Regions from separate parts of the Mus musculus genome. Here all the other regions are linked to region 1. Evidence: chromatin contacts called from public Hi-C, HiCAR-type, HiChIP or PLAC-seq and Micro-C data. All regions are on one chromosome and are shown on one strand. Each heading gives the region's core, a stretch centred on a gene start, on an enhancer-like site or on the middle of the called end of the contact. The rest is flanking DNA. Distances are from core to core; before and after follow the strand shown. Region 1 holds the start of Ltbp1 (latent transforming growth factor beta binding protein 1). Region 2 overlaps Ttc27 (tetratricopeptide repeat domain 27). Region 3 overlaps Ttc27 (tetratricopeptide repeat domain 27). Region 4 overlaps Ttc27 (tetratricopeptide repeat domain 27). Region 5 overlaps Ltbp1 (latent transforming growth factor beta binding protein 1). Region 6 overlaps Ltbp1 (latent transforming growth factor beta binding protein 1).

Region 1 (2,700 bases), core at 148-2,647:
GTATGTCCAAATTAAGTCGCCCCCATCCTAACTTGTGATTAATGGGGTTAAAGCCGTTCAGTGGGGATACTTACCAGCACCGAATAACAAACTTTAATTCCTACTGCTGTTCACGTGGAGTCTCACCCCCAGCCCCTTACCAATTTAGGACCCACAGGTGCCAGGAAACCCAAGTATACAATTTCTGGGATGCTCAAGGAGAGCTGGGTCTTTAGAGCCAGCTTTCACTCACAATCCCTTTTTCATTAGGTAAACCAAAATAAAAAACCGAGTTGCAAGAAGTTTAATTGATGCCTTGGGATTAAGCTGTAGTGACTTCATGTTTACGCCCATAGTCTAGGAGCAGAAGGGTTTGCGCACAGGAGGTTACGCCCCGGGGAAGAAATAAATGCCTTTTGTGTTTCCCCCGCAGCTGGGTAACAATGCACTGAGAGTTAAACACCAGTAAAAAGTGAGCGGGCTTCCCCCGTGCCCACCCCTTCCCGCAGCGCCTCCGGCGGGGAGGAGACGGTTCCCGGGCCTCGGCGGGTCCCGGCGCGCGAGGCAGGCAGAGCGTGGGCTTACCCCTGCAGCTGCTGCTTCTGCTGAACCTGCAGTCTGGAGCCCCCGGCGCTCTGAGCGTCCTGCTGCACTTGGGAGCGCACGACTTGCCTGCCATGTTTGGCGAAGCGAGTGACCGCGGTCTGAGCACCCGCCTTAGAGTGGAGCTGCCGGCTGGGCCCCCCCGGACGCGCGGGCTCGGGTGGCAGCGGAGATCGGAGCCCCGGCAGGGCCGCGCCGCCGGGCTGGCTGGTGCGCCGGGTCCGCTCGGCTGGGGGCCCAGCCAAGGCGCGGCTGGAGGCGGCTGTTGAGCTCCGGCTGTACCTGGCGTCCAGTGCGACGTTGAAGGTCCGCGGGGGCCCAGCCAGAGGCAAGGCTCCGGCCGGCAGTCCCGGGCCCGGGCGCACCACGTACGTGATCCTCCGCACCCGGCCGTGCGCAGACCACGCTAGCAGCCCTGCCCAGAGCAGGAGACCCCACCTGAGCCAGGCTCCCGCCATCGCGGGCAGTCTCCGGCCGCGCGGCTCGTCCTGCCCCGGCGCGCTCCCTCGGTATCCCCAAGGACTCTGCGGAGAGCCCGTGCGCCGCGGGGTGGAGACCAACTGGGTGGCCGCAGGGGAGGGAGCTTTGCGGGCGGCTGAGCGGCAGCGGACCCCAGCCGGGAGTGGAGGCGAGCAGGGGGCGGGAGTTGGGGTGGAGAGGAGGGGAGGGGCGCGAGCTGCTCAAGGTGAGGGTCCCCTGGCTCAGACGAGGTGTCGCCGGGTGCGGCTGGGGTGCTACGGGCGCCAACCCCGCGAGGGTGAGCAAGGACGACCGTGAGCGCTGGACGCTCAGAGGCAGCCCCGGCTGCAAAGTCTTTTAAAAGTTTCTTCTCCCCGGTGGAGCCCTGTGTCAGATCTGAACAGCCAATCTGCAGCAGACGTGACGTCAGGCAGCAAATCCTAATTGGGGAAAGCTCGAGATGAGCCGGAGAATGAGCCGCCACCCTCCGCATCCAGATATTGGGGCTATGGGTCGGGTGGACAGGGATTCCCGCTCCCCAGCGCCAGGAAAAGACAAAGGGCTCAGCAAGGTGAGGGAACGGCCCTTTCCTTCTAGCAGCCGGAAAGGATTCGAGTAATACAGTTTGGAAGCGCAGGCACTTTTACTCGAGTTTGCTCGGATACTGTCTGCAGAAGTTGGATTAAAACACTAGGTCCGGTCCCAGAAAAGGCTATCCGAGGTAGCGTGAGCTGTCCATTGGAAAGTGATTAGCTCTATTAGTCTGAAGGAAGGTTTTCTTTAGGACTGCAACCTCCGGAAGACTTTGTGGTACCCTGCTCCTGACATTGGAGGGTCAAGAATGCGGGATGGGCAGCAGGGGGCGCCCGTGTAGATGAAGAAAATCGCAGAGGCTGCCCTGCCGGTGGTCCTTGCAGTGGAGTGGAATGGAGCATTTAGGAATTTCTCTCTCTCTCTCTCTCTCTCTCTCTCTCTCTCTCTCTCTCTCTCTCTCTCTCGTGCAAAACAGAGTTTGAAGAAAACCAGGAAATGACGTCTTTACTGCTAACATCTGAATTAAGACAATGTCAACAGAATGAATGCTGTTTTTACATGACTGCAATCAAAAGTCCATGATAATAACTGTATATTTTTTAAAACAATTTTTTAAAGGCCCGGGACTGGAGCAATAATTCAGTGGTTAAGTGCACTGGCTGCTCTTTCAGGGGACCTGGATTAGATTCCCAACCATCCAAAATTCCAGTTCCAGGAGGTTTGATGCTCTCTTCTGACATTCAGGCGCCCATACACATATTCAGACAAAGCAGTGACACACATAAAATAAATAAATATTTTTAAGTGAATTAAAAAGGGTCTTTTCCCAGGCTTGGGTTTTCTCACATATTAGTAATTTTGATTGTTCTTTGTTTGAGGGTTTTCCCTGCATCCGCTTAGGACAACTGATAGCAAGTGAGAATAATTTCAGAAATACTGATAGTGGGAAAAATCATTCCAAGCTGAGGACTAATCTAGTCACCTACTTTTCTCTGCACATTACAGAAATACTGGTGAGCGTTTGCTCTGAGGGAAGTGGGCCTGGAGGCCAGCAGCCTGAACACAGGCTTCCAGAAGGAGCACTGTCTGAGAGAGTCACTACCATCAAAGAAATAGCTCTGGTCG
Region 2 (2,700 bases), core at 112-2,611, 160 kb after region 1:
CCAGCTAGCCATAAATGTCCAACTTATTAGGACTTCTAAGTGTCTCCTAAGACCTACTTTCTGATTTTTCATTTAATCTACTGTGTTACTAGGTGTTCTACTGCTATGAAGAGCTGCCACAAGGACAGGACAGCAATTAACTGGGGCTCGCTTAAAGTTTTTCAGAGGTTTACTCAATTTTTAACATGATGAGGAGCATGGCAGCATGCAGGCAGACATAGTGCTGGATAAATAGCTGAGAGCTGAGAGTTCTACATCCAGATCCACAGACAGCAGGGGTGGAGGTAGGGTGGGAGGAGAGGGAGGAGGGGGAGGGGGAAAAGAGAGGAGAGGAGAAGAGAAGAGAAGAGGGGAGACAGAGACAGAGACAGAGACAGAGACAGAGACAGGTCCCAGCCTGAGCTTGAAATGTGCAAAGCCACACCTTCTAATCCTTTCAAGTGGTGGCACTCCCTAGTGATCAAGCAATCAAATCTACAGGTGTTCTCATTCCAACCAGCACAGCTGCTGGGTATTTAAGAGCATGTTCTTTACTTTTCATCATTCTGTAAATTTTTTGTTTTACTTTTGTTTTTGTTTTCTTTTTGGTTGTTGTTGTTTTCCTGTGGAAAAGATACTTTATAAAATATTCCTTTCAAATCTACTGAGACTAATTTGAGAGTTAACCTCATCTAGAAAGTGCACTTGAGGAAAACACGGAAGCCATAGTTTTAGTTTTACAGAGTACTACAGGCATTTGTATAAAATTCAATAATGTGAAAACGCTTGCTTCTGTAATTCCACAGGTGCCTCTTTCTAATGTTTATGTCAACAGACTGTCTTTAGATATTGTGTACTTCATATGTAAACCAAATTCTTTAAACGAATTCATTACAAACTGTACAGAAAACCAACTGTAGATGAAGCATGTAGAAAACAAAGAGTTTATTGTAATAAACCTATTACAATAATGTTTATGCACTGAATCGAGTGTGACATGTGTCCCTTCATCCAGGCTGAGTCAGCATCTGACTTGATGAGTCAGCATCCAAACACTCCACACCCCTGTCAGAAGCTCCCGAAGGGGAGGCTTGCAGTGACAAATCCCTGGAGGTTTAAAACCTGACAATGTCCTAATTTGCCCCTCACCTCTTTTGTTAAGTTGTGTTAAATGGCCTGGGCTGGCCTCACACTGTGACCCTCAGCCTCAGCCTCTCAGTACTTGGACACCGCTGTTCCCAGCTGCTCGGTTTTCTTGGCTGGCAGATGGTGGGGCTTGTGTTGTTTGGTTTTGTGTTTTATGCTCAACATCTATGTCTCCCCTCTATGCCAGACCACGCTTGAGGAATGTACCAAGTGCAGCTGTGTGAGCACCACACAGGTCCTGGAAGAGCGAAGGCCTCACACATAACAGAGAGGCAGTTCTAACATAAACAAACGCTGGCCAGTCTGGCAAAAGAGCATTTCCATCTTCTCCCCTAACACACTAACCTTGACGTCCTCAGCCAAATCTCATCACAGTCTTGGCCTGCTGCACAGAGTTCAGCCCTCTGAATCCTGGAGGTCTTCAGAGCAGGAAGGAATAGGACTACCTCGGGTCCTGTTACAAAAACTTCCAGATGGGCTTCAGGCCAGAAATGAAGCAATTTCCCACCTCCACTGTTTGCCTAACTCTGCTCTACTTGGAGTTCTCCAAGTAAGATGCTGTTTCCTGGACTGATAACCTAACTCTTGGATTCCCAAAAGCCTCATTAGGAAGAGAAGACAGAAGCTGAGCATTTTCCTTTGTGTTCCTTCTTGATAACAAAAACAAAACAAAAAGCTCTAAGGGGTTGTGATGGATTGGTGCTAGGAAAATGGCTCAGTGAGTAATGTCCTTGCTCAAAATGTGAAGCCCTCAGTTTGAATCTGCAGCACCCCTCGTACCAGGTGCGCCTATAATCCTAGAACTAGGGAGGCAGAGACAGGAGGATGGCTGGGGCTCACTGGCTGTCTATGCTTGCCAGGTGCACAGGTTCCACCTCAGTGAGAGACCCTGCCTATGAAAATAAGGTGATGAGGCACAACTAACACGGGATCACTGGCCTCCACAGGCACATGTATGCATACATCTGCATGTGTATACTCACGAGCACACACACACGTACACACACGTACACACACGTACACACACACACACACACACACACACACACACACACACACACACACACACGTGCGAGCCAGATTTCCAGCCCTGGCTTTCCTGCCTTCTACTGCCTGCCAGCTAAAACACATCTACTTTATTAGCTTACCTTGCTGAGCCTCAGGTTCCTCCAGTAAAACAGAGATAGCATCTATTTTCCAAAGCTGTAATTTATACAAAGTGAGCCTGTTTCCTCTCTCTTTCTCTCAGGTAATACTCAATCATCATTTATTCTCAGACTTTAATTTGGTTGGCAACCTGCCCTGCTGACCATCAATAGCACCTTTTCATGACTCCAAAGAAAATATCTGCCAGAAATCTACACAAAGAATACCACCGACACACAGCTACACGGGACAGTTTTGTGATACTCGAGGAAAGCGACAGTGAGCTGTGGTAACAGAAGCCTCAAAGCTGTTTCTTAGTTGGGGGAAGGGTGGTGGCTCAACTGACTAAACTGGAACATAAATAGGACTCTGCAGTGACAAAAATGGGAGTCGGATTATATTAGAATATATAACAGTCAAAATGTATAA
Region 3 (2,700 bases), core at 56-2,555, 210 kb after region 1:
ATTTTCTTTAGTTGTCCTTTCTTTCTCGCCTGCTTCTAGTACTGTGGGCAGAGCTGGTAAGGAGGAGAAAGAAGTACACTGACTACAGACAGCAGCAGTGGCAGAAGTGGCAGAGGACCATGGCAGCAGCAGCTGAGCGGTCAGCAAAAGCAGCAACAGAGGAGCTGTGACACCTCAGGAAGCAGAGCTGGGAAGTCAGGAGGCCACGACATTAAAGGAGCAAGGTGGCTGGGGTGCCTATCTGAAGGAGGAGTTAAACGGTTCAAGAGAGCACAACGCAGTAACAAAGAGGCAGTGGAGGGAAAAAGGACAGAGAACAGGTAGAAGCAAGGTTAGAAAGAGGTGGCAGAGAAAGAGCGGGCACTGCACAGGCTCCAGGGGGCTGTCCGTCCTTTAGAACCAAGGGTCTCAGAGTTCTGTTATTCAGAAGGCTGAAGCTGGAGCTATCAAAGGCTAAGGAATCATGGGCCTACACTGAGCTGCAGAGCCAGGGGACCTTGATTCCCAAGGCTTCAGCTGGATCTGTTCACTCCAGCAGGTCCAACTTGCTGCTGCTCACAACCTAATTACGGCTGTCCAGTGTGTACGATCTGACACTTACCCCAAGTTCTCCTTGTTTACCCATGACTCCCATCCAGGCAGGGCAGCCTGCTTGGTGACACCAACACCAGGCACATGTGGCTCCTCCAGGCGGTCAGCTTAAAGACCAACTTAAAGATCACCCTCAATACAAGGCTGCCTATCACGTGACTACGCTTATGACTACTAGGAATCCTCAACTTACCTCACCCCCATCTGCCACCCTGTTCTGATACACTGGCAACCTGAAAGTCTATATACTAGATTTAGTTTAAGTTCCATGTATCTGTAAGGTATCTAAGTTTTGAACTCTTTTTAAATAAGGAATGAACTTTTCCAAATGCTGGTGCTTTTGCATTTGTGATGAAGTACAGGTAATACAGACTGTCAGGTGTACTCTGGACATGGACTGAAAATGTACAAAACAATTTCCAAGGGAAAATAATCATAAGCCAAAACAAATATGAAATTTTATAGTTCAATGTTTTAGGATACAAGTTTCCTCTATTACCAAATAATAAAATGGTTTTTAATGTATCTGAACAAAACTCTGTGAGCCATAAAGACAAACAGTTAACAAAAACGTCATACGATAGTGGCCACACCAATAAGCTTACAGTGTGGTTCAAAGCATTTCTCTTGACAGGAAGGCATTTAAACTTTGCACCACACCATTCCACAAATTCCAAAGCTGACTCACATAAAATCCCTTCCATTTCTATTCCGTTATAGTGGATTCTGTGGTCTGGAATAAACATCAGCCACCACACTGCAGATGTGGCCACATGCACTGTCTCCTGGCAATCTGATGCCATGACTGTGAAGGGAACAAACGCCGGCAAGTCCATGACACCCGCTGAAGAAGGAATTCTGGAATTGTCTTCTTGGTGCCTTAGACTACAGCACCTACAAGCTCAGAGCTTTGTCTGCTGAGAGACAGGGCACCATGAAGGTAGACAGTGAGAGACAGGCCAGCTGCTTCCAGACCCACTCAGACAGCTGAAGGAAGGGAAAGGAACGGCCCTTGGTGTTTTCCATCCTCAGGGCGGTGAACCAGAGGATTTCTGATGCTCGCAGAGGGTCTGCTGCGCTGGTGGCTGTCAGGCCACAGGACTGCGGGAGCACAGCTGGGCAGACTCAGACGTTAGCGCTGGGCAAAGCCGGAGGCAATCAAATAGGTTCCACTTTATTATTATTATTTTCTCAATGGAATTTTAGCTATACATTGTTTTTGCTTTTTATTCTTTAGCAAATGCTGTGGATGCACTTGGGACTATGGCAAAAACAACACTGAGTGACCTTAGAAGCTGGGAACTTCTCCGGGACACTGGGCTGGAGCCCTGCTGATTCCTGAGGAAAAGCCACCCAGAGAAGCCTTGAGATGAGGACAAGAATCCCAGCTGGCCTCAGGCTATTGGAAGTGTAGAGGACCTGTTGGTGGGGCATCCTAAGCCCCAGGACACACCCCATGAAGTGCCCACTTCACCACCAGCTAATTGTAACTTCTGAGAAATCCCAAAGCCCAGTCAAGCTCTCCCCAGAAGTCAAGCTCTCCCCAGAAGTCAAGCTCTCCCCAGAAGTCAAGCTCTCCCCAGATTCCTGTGGCACAGAGACACAGGAGAAACAAACATCTTGAAGGGGTGATTACGTGGGTTTGAGCCACTATGTTTTGGGCAGACTCATACATAGCACAGGAAATGCAGGAGAGTGAGCCACGGGACCAGTTACTCCATCACAGCCAGGCGCAGAAGAGGCCAATGGTCATGAAACACCAGACTCAAGAACTTTTGGATTAGTCAAGAAACAGAAACTTCCAACTTCTTCTGGCCCCTATACCAGCAGAGGCAGCAGTCCTCTCTCTCCCAATCTACATTACTTCACCTAAGACTGATGCCTGCACCATTCATCCTATTAGTCATGGCTTCTAGACACATAAATTCACACATAGAAGCCACTGAAAGGTTTTAATTTATAGAGAGAAAATCTTGGGATCAAAAAGATTCTGGAGGTGTTAAACCAGAGACAAATGAGATCATAATTGAAATCAGGCTGAACTGAAGTCCCCTAGAAGAGTTTTGATTCACAATGCTAACTCCAACAGCTGGGGATAGTTCTCAATGA
Region 4 (2,700 bases), core at 119-2,618, 230 kb after region 1:
AACTACTCGGTAAGCAGTTCATGGCTTATTAATAATCAATGTTTTGTGCATTCAGATACTTCTGGATGGGTATCTATGTCTGATGGACTCGATGCTCTCTGAAGCAGCAAAGACCACCAAACAGAATAGAGTCAACAGTCTACACAGCGCTTCTCAGCCTTCCTGATGCTGAGACCCTTTAATGCAGTTCCTCATGTTGTGGTGACCCAACCATAAAATTATTGTTGCTGTTGCTTCACAACTGTAATGCTGCTGCTGTGATGAATATAATGTAAAGTCCTGACATGTCACCGCCGCACAGGCTGAGAACCACGCGTGTGAGCTCCCTATAAGAGCTGAACTGGCCCCACTAGTAATACAGATTCACCTGGCACCTGAGCACTTTTTTCCTGCACAGACTAGACTTCTTGCTCTCTTAAGCCTGACAATCTCTTAAGCGGAGTAGCATTTAGCCACCACTAAAACTAAGAACATTAAACTAACAGACAAAAAGGGTGGAGTTCCTCCACTGAGTTCCGAGTACTTTTTTTTGATTTGCTAATTTACTAATACATCCTAACAAATCCTGCCATTGTTTGAGGTGAAATATCCTCCAACAGCTCGTGAGTTTGCACACTTAAATCTCCAGTTGGTGGTATTACACGGGGTGGGTGTGGAGTCTCTGAGGCAAGGGCCCTCGCTGGCAATAGTGGGTTACTAGATTTTCCGAGCAAATTAATTAATTTTTAGCAAGTTTTGAGATAATTTTACCATATTCAAACAAACTGGAATCCTCACAGGCTCGGTCAATAGGAAAATCAGAGCTGACATTACCAATGACCTAAATTCTCTTCCAGGTCTACCCACAAAGAAAGGATCATTTAACCTCAGGGCATTCGCCTATGAAAGGATTTTAAAAGTAGTTCTTGCCCCTTCAGCAAATCTCATGAAAGCTTTGGTAGCTTTATGGTTGTTTTAAATCTCTCTTCATTTCTGTAGCTTTATTTACTGTTTTGCCTTCCATGGGTCCCACTTGTGTGCCTCTTGCCTGCAGAGCTCAGGGCATCAGATTCCATGGAAATGGGATTGCAGATGGTTGTGGGTGCAAGGAATGGCAGCAGGGTCGTCTGCAAGAGCAACAAGTGCTCTTACCCACTCAGTCCCATCAGACACTTAAGATACACTGGTTGTTGGTACCAGTTACTAATCTCAAGTATCACGTATATTCACTGGGAGCAAAACCAGGTGTCCAAAAGTGGGGCCTCCCCACAACCCACAGGTAAGCCAGCGGATCTCAAGCTTTCCAGCGTCCTCCCGTCAGCCTCCCCAAATGCTGGGCTAAGATACACACCACTGCCCCTGTTGTTTTCAATTTGATTACTTCCTTTTAAGGACATTTCTCCTAAACTCCTTCTAAAAGCAAAGTCATTGTATAGATGGAGGCCCAGCCACCCACCGATCAGAACAATGCCCAATCTCCAGGAGCTGCAGTCTCGTGGGTCAGAGTGAATGAAGCTGCAGAATCAAAGGTGTGTCTCCCTTTTGGTGCTGTTTTCAGTAAAGATTTTCCCAGAAAACCCTACAGAAGATCAAGACTACAACTTAAAGTTTGCACAGAGAATGATTTAGTACATGAGGCAATTCTGCACTGGGTCTGGTATAATTAAAACTTTGTGTGCTTGCATCTGAGTGTATGCGCACACATCTTCAAAGAAGCAGAGCTGACCCAAAGGGCCTCCCCTGTCACTGAAGCAATCCATTCTCACTAGAAGGATATCAAAGTGTTTGGACTTTCTGAAGAGCCAATAGAGACTAGCTGATAATCTAAAAGGTCTGACTGATCACATGCCAGATCACCTTTGATTTGATTTGCTGTGCAATCTTTGTATAAGCAGGATAGAACTTATTTTTAAAATCTGAAAGAATGTACTTAACCAAATATATCAACAGTCAGGTGAAACAGCTTTCTTCTCTTTGACAGGAGCCTGAACTTAACTGTGATTTACAAATCGAGCAATCAAGTAGACTGCCACTCAGACTCTCAAGGAAAATGAAAGTCTCTGTGGGAAGGAGAATTACAACTAAAATCTACCAAGTTCCAACAGCACCCTTAAACCTACGTTAAGCCAGTATTACATAATAATTATAGGATGACACCTGTGAGAAATAGAAAGCCAGGTAAAGTGACTGGACAGCTTTTTCTAAGCCTTGTATCATCTCTTCTTGGACAATGAGCAGACTGCGAAGTGAAAAGCAGCCTCTTGCTGGAGGAACACTGAGAACTGCGCTTGCCCACTCTTCACTGCACTCAAATCTAGAACACGGAAATCAGGACTTGTTCCGCTGCTGTTGCTAACGGGAGCTGGAAGAGCTGGAGCCCCCTTCATGCTTCCACAGTGAAGGCAAACCAACAGGGGAGCCTGGGGAGGCTTGGGAGCCACACGGGTACCCACTCCCTTAGCCACACCCTGGGTCAGCACTCGTAAAACTCTTAAAACTTCTGACTTCAAGCTCCTTTGAATCTTCAAAATTTCTGAGAGACTGTAAAGGAATTTTGTTTTCATGTACTATCATCACCACATTAAGCTGGATGGAACAAGACTGAAGACCCACGCATGAGTACCTAGAACTACAACCATCTGGACAAAGATGCCAAAACACTGGAGAAAAGGCAGCATCTTCAACAAATGGTGCTGAGAGAAACAGACACCTACATGAAGA
Region 5 (2,700 bases), core at 141-2,640, 190 kb before region 1:
TATGAATTTGTGTGTGTGTGTGTGTGTGTGTGTGTGTGTGTGTGTGTGTGTGTATTCCTGATCATGCATGTATATACATGAGGAGGCCAGAGGTCAACCTTGGGGATCTTCCTCAATTGCTTTCTACCTTAACTTCTGAAATAGTATCTCTCATCCAACCTGGAGCTGGCTAACTCAGTTACATTGGTCAGGACCCCAAGGATCCATCAGGCTCCAGAGGCCCTAGCACTGAGATTACAGAGACCCACTACCACATCTAGCCTTTCCGTTGGCACTGGAGATCTAGCTCAGGTTCTTATGTGTGCACAGCAAGCATTTTACCAAGGAAGCCACCTCCCAGCATTCCTGCCTTTTTAGCTTATAAAAATTTGATTTAAGAAATTAAATGACAAAAACTGAGAAACAGAAGATGGGCTGGAGAGATGTCTCCGTGATTAAAAACACTTGTCCTTCCAGAGGATATCAGCTCAGTTCCCAGAACCCACAAAGGGCAGCTGACATTTGCCTGTAACTTCAGCTCCAGGGGATCCAGTGTTCTCTTCTGGCTTAGGCAGGTCCTGCACCCACATGTGTGCATATACACACAGAGACATATAAATCAACTAAAGAATTTTTTGAGAGAGAGAGAGAGAAGAAGAATAAAAATTCCTCCCTGGATTTAGAACCTGTGATGTTCTCTAAAGCATTAAACAATGACTGGCAGCTCTCTGAACACTCAAACTCTCTGTGTTGCCTGCTAAATGACTGAAAAGCCAGGCCTTGACTACCCAGCAAGCATCCAAAGTTCAGAAGAGTGGATGCCATTCACTGGCTCAGCCTGAAGGACTCGACGTTCTCATTATTTGTGACAGTGTATCCAGGAAGTATAAGACACAATGACAAGCAAAAATGCTTATCTCTGACATTACGAGAAGGACCTAGGCAGGGCCGAGAAGAGACAAGGACACACACAGCTGTCATGACCACAGCCACCACTCGCCAGCCGATGCTTTGTCCTCTTTCAGAAGCAAGCTTAGGGACCTTAAGCCCCTGTATTCCCATCTCATTGTCTGACTGACATTTGCGTTTTGCCACAGCTGAGTCACAAAGATAACATGTTTCCTGTTTCATCATACGATGCGCTAGACTAACAATGTGTCTTCCCTATTGAAGAATGGGGAAGAGGTCCACCCAGTGTTCTTACCACTTGGAAGGGGAGTATTTTCTGACATCAGAGCTGCCTAGCTCTATAACCCATATTGGCATTAGAGGAGAGGGAAGGAGAGAAGGACTCACTATTTGCAGTGTTTAAAAGTTACTTCCCCCAAACCTGAATCTCTGCTTTAGAGTCCAGTAAGTACAAGGATTCTGAGTAATACATGTGAATCACAGGAAAGAGACTTTACATCTCTCCAAAAAGACGGTGGGGCATTTAGGTGAACACAATGTCTATGAATCAGACCTGCTTTCTCTCTTCACGTCTGTTCAATGATCAATTGGGAAACCCTCCAGTTGGTAGCTGGAGAGGAGTTAAGCCCACCTGGATTTCCAGAAAACACTGAGGACTCTCATCTCATGTCTTCCTCTGGGATGACCCAGAAATCACTCAGAACTTAGTATCATTCCTGTCCAGGCCCACAGCAGCTCTCAGGGGTAGGAAGCCACTTTCTGTGACTAGGAATGAGGATCTGACTTCCTGCAGGACTTGAGGACGCTACTCTAGGTGAGGACTTGTATTTAGAATCATGAATCCCCAAGAACTGCCTTCAAAATTCTCCACTTCAGTCTGTATGAAGTTTATGTGACACCCCATGCTTGTTCTCATGCCCAACAAAGGTTTGTGTAATAATTGAGATATATTCTGTTTTACACATATAGTCTGCCTTGAGTAATGTCATCTCAGCTTCTCCTGGGTACCCAATAGCTCTTATCCTCACCTTAATTGGGTAATAATCCAGGAACGTATATTTGCATTTCATCACCTGGGACAAAGTCCCCCTGACATCACCTCTCATTCACTACCAGTCCTTCCTCAGAGCAACAGCACCCTCAGGGAGTCACCTTCAAACTCTCTAGATAGGAAAACCTCTCAAAGCTCATCACTCCCATTTGACAGCATGGATGAGAGTCCAGTGCCAGGGTTCTCAACTTGGACTACACGTCCACTCCAGCATAGAGAAGACAGCATGAAACAACGGTGGGTACAGGAGAACACAGTACTGGATTCTGAGCTTCAAACCTGCCTTTTCAAACAAACTTGCTCCATGGTGCTGAGCAGTTATTTAACCTCATCTATAGAATGCCTGCAGACCCCTGATTTCTCAGCCACTGGGCATTGGGCATACAGACAGCACTCCACAGTGCTGTTACAAATCCAAGGTTCCTCTTCCTCCTTCATAAACGTATATGCCACTCATTAAACTTCAGGGTCTTCATGTGTTTCCCACTAGGAGCTTATGTCTAAGGTCAAAAAGGCAAAACAGCTGAACCAAAGCATTTAGCCGGATATGGTGGCACACACCATATCCATATGTAACCTTAGTACTTTGGAGGTGAAAGCAGGAGGATCAGGAGTTCAAAATCATCCTTACTGTATGATGAATGAGCATCCAGCCTGGGTCATATGAGTGTAATGCAAATGATCCAAGGCTGCTTCAAGCATCCTGTAAGACACAGGGCAGACTTGAAACATCAGATTCTTCACTGGAATGTGAACATAAA
Region 6 (2,700 bases), core at 186-2,685, 250 kb before region 1:
CTAGGTTTCTATCAAATCAAGTCCATTTCTAATACAGATAAATTTAACATGAATCTACTGGGAAATATTTGGTTTACTCCTAAAATGCAGGTGCTAGCCTGAACATGTGAGTCTTTCACAATTATTTCAGAAGACGAATAAAGGAAAAAGTTGGATAAACAACGTACTAGAGCAAAGCAATTGTACTAGAGGTATTCTGTATAAAACAAAAGCCTGCTGCAACCTCTGTTAAAAGAGATGCCCTGTGCAAAATTATGTTCATAGAAACTGTATGATCTACACACAGCACAGTAAAAATCGCAAAGACCTTGGAGAAGGTCCCCAATTTCTTATTTTTGGATTCTTTGGTTTCTTGGGAAGAATCTGGGTGGAAGGTAGGTGAAACAAAATAAATATTCAATGTTTTATAGCATTAAATTATCATGTATGAGTGACCCTATTCTTAGTTTGTACCAATGAATTATCTGCATTATTTCCCAAATACAGAGACTTATCACCTAATGTATGATTCCATTTCTTTCTAGAGAATTTCCTTACCACAATGAAACTGAAGGGACTTCCTATAGTCAAAGCTGGGTAGCAAGACTGTATGGAGAAGTCAGTGAAGACTTCAGAGCAGAGGGGAAGTCCTGGGAGTTGGGGGGGGGGGGGGCTCTGAATAACAACAGTGATACATGGCATTCTCACAGCAGTCAGAGTAATAGCTGTGTTGGCCACATGCTGCTAAGTGCAGGAGGAGGAGAAAAAGGAATAAGAGAACAGAGAAAGAAGGGGAGGAGGAGGAAAATAAGCAAGGAGGAGGCATAGAAAATACATTAAAAATTGAAAATTTTCTAAAGGTACAAAACTAATCTATAGTTACAAGAGTAAGAACACTGATTACTTCTGGAATAGAAGAAAGTAAAATTTCTGGGGGAAACAGGTCAGTTGTAGGGTACAGGACATAGTCTATTTGTTGACCTGGGGAATAACTATCCAAGTATGTTTGCTTCGTGATAATGCGTTGAACTAGACAGCATGCAACTCTACCTTTGTATCTGTGCACTATTCTACACATGGATTACACACTCATAAAGAGTTTGTAAATGCAATTGCAGGTGAGTTTCATTTACCAACAAATATGATCCTTAAAAAATGTGCAATTTATTTTTTTTAAGACTAACTAAATTCTGTTATAGCTACACGTTAGGGGGACATTTTACCTATAAAGAGCCAGTCAGTGGAAGTTTGAGCAATGAGTATCACTGCCCAAATTCAGTACAAGTTCTGTTCATTTATTTTGCTCAAGTAAAACAACCAGGATAATAATAAAATGGTAGCAAAAGAAAGGGTGATGGGCAAGCCCTTCTTAACTCCTTTGAGAGGCTCATTCTGAGTCACTTACAGCTCAGTGAGGTGGGCAAGTGAATTAAGCAAATTACATCCTGCTTACTCAACCTGCTGGACTCGTGTATCTTACCCACAGCTCATGACAAACCTTCTGTTCAGCTCAGGAATGCCCTGTGTGTATTTTCAGAACAGTGAATCACTGAAAAGGTTTTCAAAACCATCTATTAAAAAACCAGCATGCATGCTACCAGTGTTAAAAGGTGTAAGGCATCTTATGGTTACATAGTTTGACACAATCTGAAGTACTTGGACAGGTTTTTGAAGGGCAGAAAACAGTTATGTTGACTTTTGTATCTGTAAAGTCATGAAACTGGTAAGTGATTTTAGGGGTAGCGAGAAATGTTAGCTTTCAAAAAATTGTTTAGCACTTAGACTTATAGCTAACTTGGTTTAGAGGACAGGGTCGTGTGTAGATCAGGTTTGCCTCTAATTCACTATAGGTAAGAGCATGACTTTGAACTATTCATTTTGTTATCCCTAGCTCCTAAAGTGCTGGGATTACAAATGTTATCATCATGGCCAGTTCAGTGGTGCTGAGGGTTAAACTCAGACACCAGTCAAACATACTACTATTGAGTTGTATAGCCTCACCCCCCCCATACTGCACACATCTGCATTTTAAATGCTCTTATCTCATGGTAGAGTGATGGTAAGGAAAGGCACTATGGAAGAGAGAAGTGTCTAGCATTTGATACTTCAATCAAAAGAGTAGGCATTCTCATTACTGTCTCCATGAGCAAAACATTCAAATGGCAGATGAAGAACACTCTAGATCTACCAGGAAACACAGCTAAATTTCTGGTTATGAAAGATGAAACAGATTATACCAATTCCATCATGCAGAGGACAGAGGGGCAGCTTTCAGAGAGGCATGTATATATATGCCATAAATCATTCTCTTGAAAAGATAATTACTGAATCACTAGAGGAGAGAGAGAGAAGAAAAGCTTTAAGGGCAATGATTTGAAAGCTTCTCAAATTAATGTGCGCACAGTTGGCTCTTTGTTTTCAGCGCACGTTGGTAAAAGATGCTCTGGGATATGAATTCACTTTGTTGAAGGAAATAATGTAACTCTAGTTATTAATCACTTTAATTTTAAATGTGCTTTGTAAACAGAGAGGACTGGAGACTGCGAGAACAATGTGGAAAGCACACGTAATTACATGCTTAATGGGTTCCTTTTGAATTTCTGTTGGGGATAACAAAATCAAAGAGCTTCAAGGCTCTAGGAAACCTAAGTGTATATATGTAATTCGAGGAAGTTCTATTTCATTTTGCCAACTAATAATGTCACAAAGGGAGGGAAATTA

Evidence for each region. HiChIP or PLAC-seq counts read pairs in DNA pulled down with a chosen protein or histone mark. Hi-C and Micro-C count contacts between places; a contact is called where the count stands out from the background. HiCAR-type assays count read pairs that join an accessible place to other places.
Region 2: a Hi-C map of nephron progenitors shows a contact between it and region 1, with 2.2 times the contacts expected there. The contact joins the enhancer-like site here to the promoter of Ltbp1 in region 1. A contact is called at or near these places in 19 of 39 promoter capture datasets (the 3T3-L1 cell line, 3T3-L1-derived adipocytes, the HPC-7 cell line and 11 more), 1 of 484 Hi-C or Micro-C datasets (nephron progenitors), 16 of 115 datasets of contacts at active chromatin or transcription factors (craniofacial prominence, embryonic basal ganglia, embryonic fibroblasts and 10 more) and 4 of 9 other capture datasets (adipose tissue, embryonic stem cells, liver and 1 more).
Region 3: a Micro-C map of the HL-1 cell line shows a contact between it and region 1, with 3 times the contacts expected there. The contact joins the enhancer-like site here to the promoter of Ltbp1 in region 1. A contact is called at or near these places in 22 of 39 promoter capture datasets (the 3T3-L1 cell line, 3T3-L1-derived adipocytes, the C10 cell line and 11 more), 76 of 484 Hi-C or Micro-C datasets (the 3T3-L1 cell line, 3T3-L1-derived adipocytes, the 4T1 cell line and 46 more), 26 of 115 datasets of contacts at active chromatin or transcription factors (T-cell acute lymphoblastic leukemia, bone marrow-derived dendritic cells, bone marrow-derived macrophages and 17 more) and 7 of 9 other capture datasets (adipose tissue, bone marrow-derived macrophages, embryonic stem cells and 4 more).
Region 4: a contact with region 1 is called in a HiCAR-type map of embryonic stem cells, with 4 times the contacts expected there. The contact joins the enhancer-like site here to the promoter of Ltbp1 in region 1. A contact is called at or near these places in 10 of 39 promoter capture datasets (the HPC-7 cell line, HPC-7-derived erythroid cells, cranial neural crest and 7 more), 3 of 484 Hi-C or Micro-C datasets (embryonic stem cells and nephron progenitors), 14 of 115 datasets of contacts at active chromatin or transcription factors (craniofacial prominence, embryonic basal ganglia, embryonic hindbrain and 6 more) and 2 of 9 other capture datasets (adipose tissue and pancreatic islet).
Region 5: an SMC1A HiChIP or PLAC-seq map of the NIH/3T3 cell line shows a contact between it and region 1, with 7 times the contacts expected there. The contact joins the enhancer-like site here to the promoter of Ltbp1 in region 1. A contact is called at or near these places in 6 of 39 promoter capture datasets (the 3T3-L1 cell line, 3T3-L1-derived adipocytes, the HPC-7 cell line and 3 more), 1 of 15 datasets of contacts at CTCF or cohesin (the NIH/3T3 cell line), 4 of 484 Hi-C or Micro-C datasets (3T3-L1-derived adipocytes, adipose-derived mesenchymal stem cells, embryonic fibroblasts and 1 more), 1 of 115 datasets of contacts at active chromatin or transcription factors (the NIH/3T3 cell line) and 1 of 9 other capture datasets (adipose tissue).
Region 6: a contact with region 1 is called in a FOXA1 HiChIP or PLAC-seq map of pancreatic cancer cells. The contact joins the enhancer-like site here to the promoter of Ltbp1 in region 1. A contact is called at or near these places in 4 of 39 promoter capture datasets (the HPC-7 cell line, cranial neural crest, frontonasal cranial neural crest and 1 more), 2 of 484 Hi-C or Micro-C datasets (cumulus cells and muscle stem cells), 2 of 115 datasets of contacts at active chromatin or transcription factors (embryonic fibroblasts and pancreatic cancer cells) and 1 of 9 other capture datasets (adipose tissue).

Annotation. Positions count from the first base shown.
Region 1 is chr17:75,004,226-75,006,925 of GRCm38.p6, reverse strand. Ltbp1 (latent transforming growth factor beta binding protein 1) reads right to left here and starts at 1,397. Exons shown (of 34, transcript NM_019919.4): 1 at 565-1,397. The coding sequence starts at 1,040.
Region 2 is chr17:74,845,027-74,847,726 of GRCm38.p6, reverse strand. All of the region lies in intron 16 of Ttc27 (tetratricopeptide repeat domain 27), which reads right to left. Among named protein-coding and RNA genes, the nearest start is that of Gm31759, 100 kb to the left of the region's middle. Within about 2 kb of position 1,361, at least 81 of the 459 cell types and tissues checked have an H3K27ac peak or open chromatin away from gene starts, as enhancers often do. A contact at or near this core is called in 3T3-L1-derived adipocytes, adipose tissue, embryonic fibroblasts and 5 more, where this site is marked.
Region 3 is chr17:74,795,101-74,797,800 of GRCm38.p6, reverse strand. The region is part of intron 12 of Ttc27 (tetratricopeptide repeat domain 27); the gene reads right to left. Among named protein-coding and RNA genes, the nearest start is that of Ttc27, 79 kb to the right of the region's middle. Within about 2 kb of position 1,305, at least 42 of the 459 cell types and tissues checked have an H3K27ac peak or open chromatin away from gene starts, as enhancers often do. A contact at or near this core is called in the C2C12 cell line, the HL-1 cell line, adipose-derived mesenchymal stem cells and 5 more, where this site is marked.
Region 4 is chr17:74,772,484-74,775,183 of GRCm38.p6, reverse strand. All of the region lies in intron 10 of Ttc27 (tetratricopeptide repeat domain 27), which reads right to left. Among named protein-coding and RNA genes, the nearest start is that of Ttc27, 56 kb to the right of the region's middle. Within about 2 kb of position 1,368, at least 12 of the 459 cell types and tissues checked have an H3K27ac peak or open chromatin away from gene starts, as enhancers often do. A contact at or near this core is called in embryonic stem cells and stem cell-derived epiblast-like cells, where this site is marked.
Region 5 is chr17:75,198,216-75,200,915 of GRCm38.p6, reverse strand. All of the region lies in intron 5 of Ltbp1 (latent transforming growth factor beta binding protein 1), which reads right to left. Among named protein-coding and RNA genes, the nearest start is that of Ltbp1, 190 kb to the right of the region's middle. Within about 2 kb of position 1,390, at least 61 of the 459 cell types and tissues checked have an H3K27ac peak or open chromatin away from gene starts, as enhancers often do. A contact at or near this core is called in the HPC-7 cell line and the NIH/3T3 cell line, where this site is marked.
Region 6 is chr17:75,254,921-75,257,620 of GRCm38.p6, reverse strand. The region is part of intron 9 of Ltbp1 (latent transforming growth factor beta binding protein 1); the gene reads right to left. Among named protein-coding and RNA genes, the nearest start is that of Rasgrp3, 180 kb to the left of the region's middle. Within about 2 kb of position 1,435, at least 45 of the 459 cell types and tissues checked have an H3K27ac peak or open chromatin away from gene starts, as enhancers often do. A contact at or near this core is called in embryonic fibroblasts, muscle stem cells and pancreatic cancer cells, where this site is marked.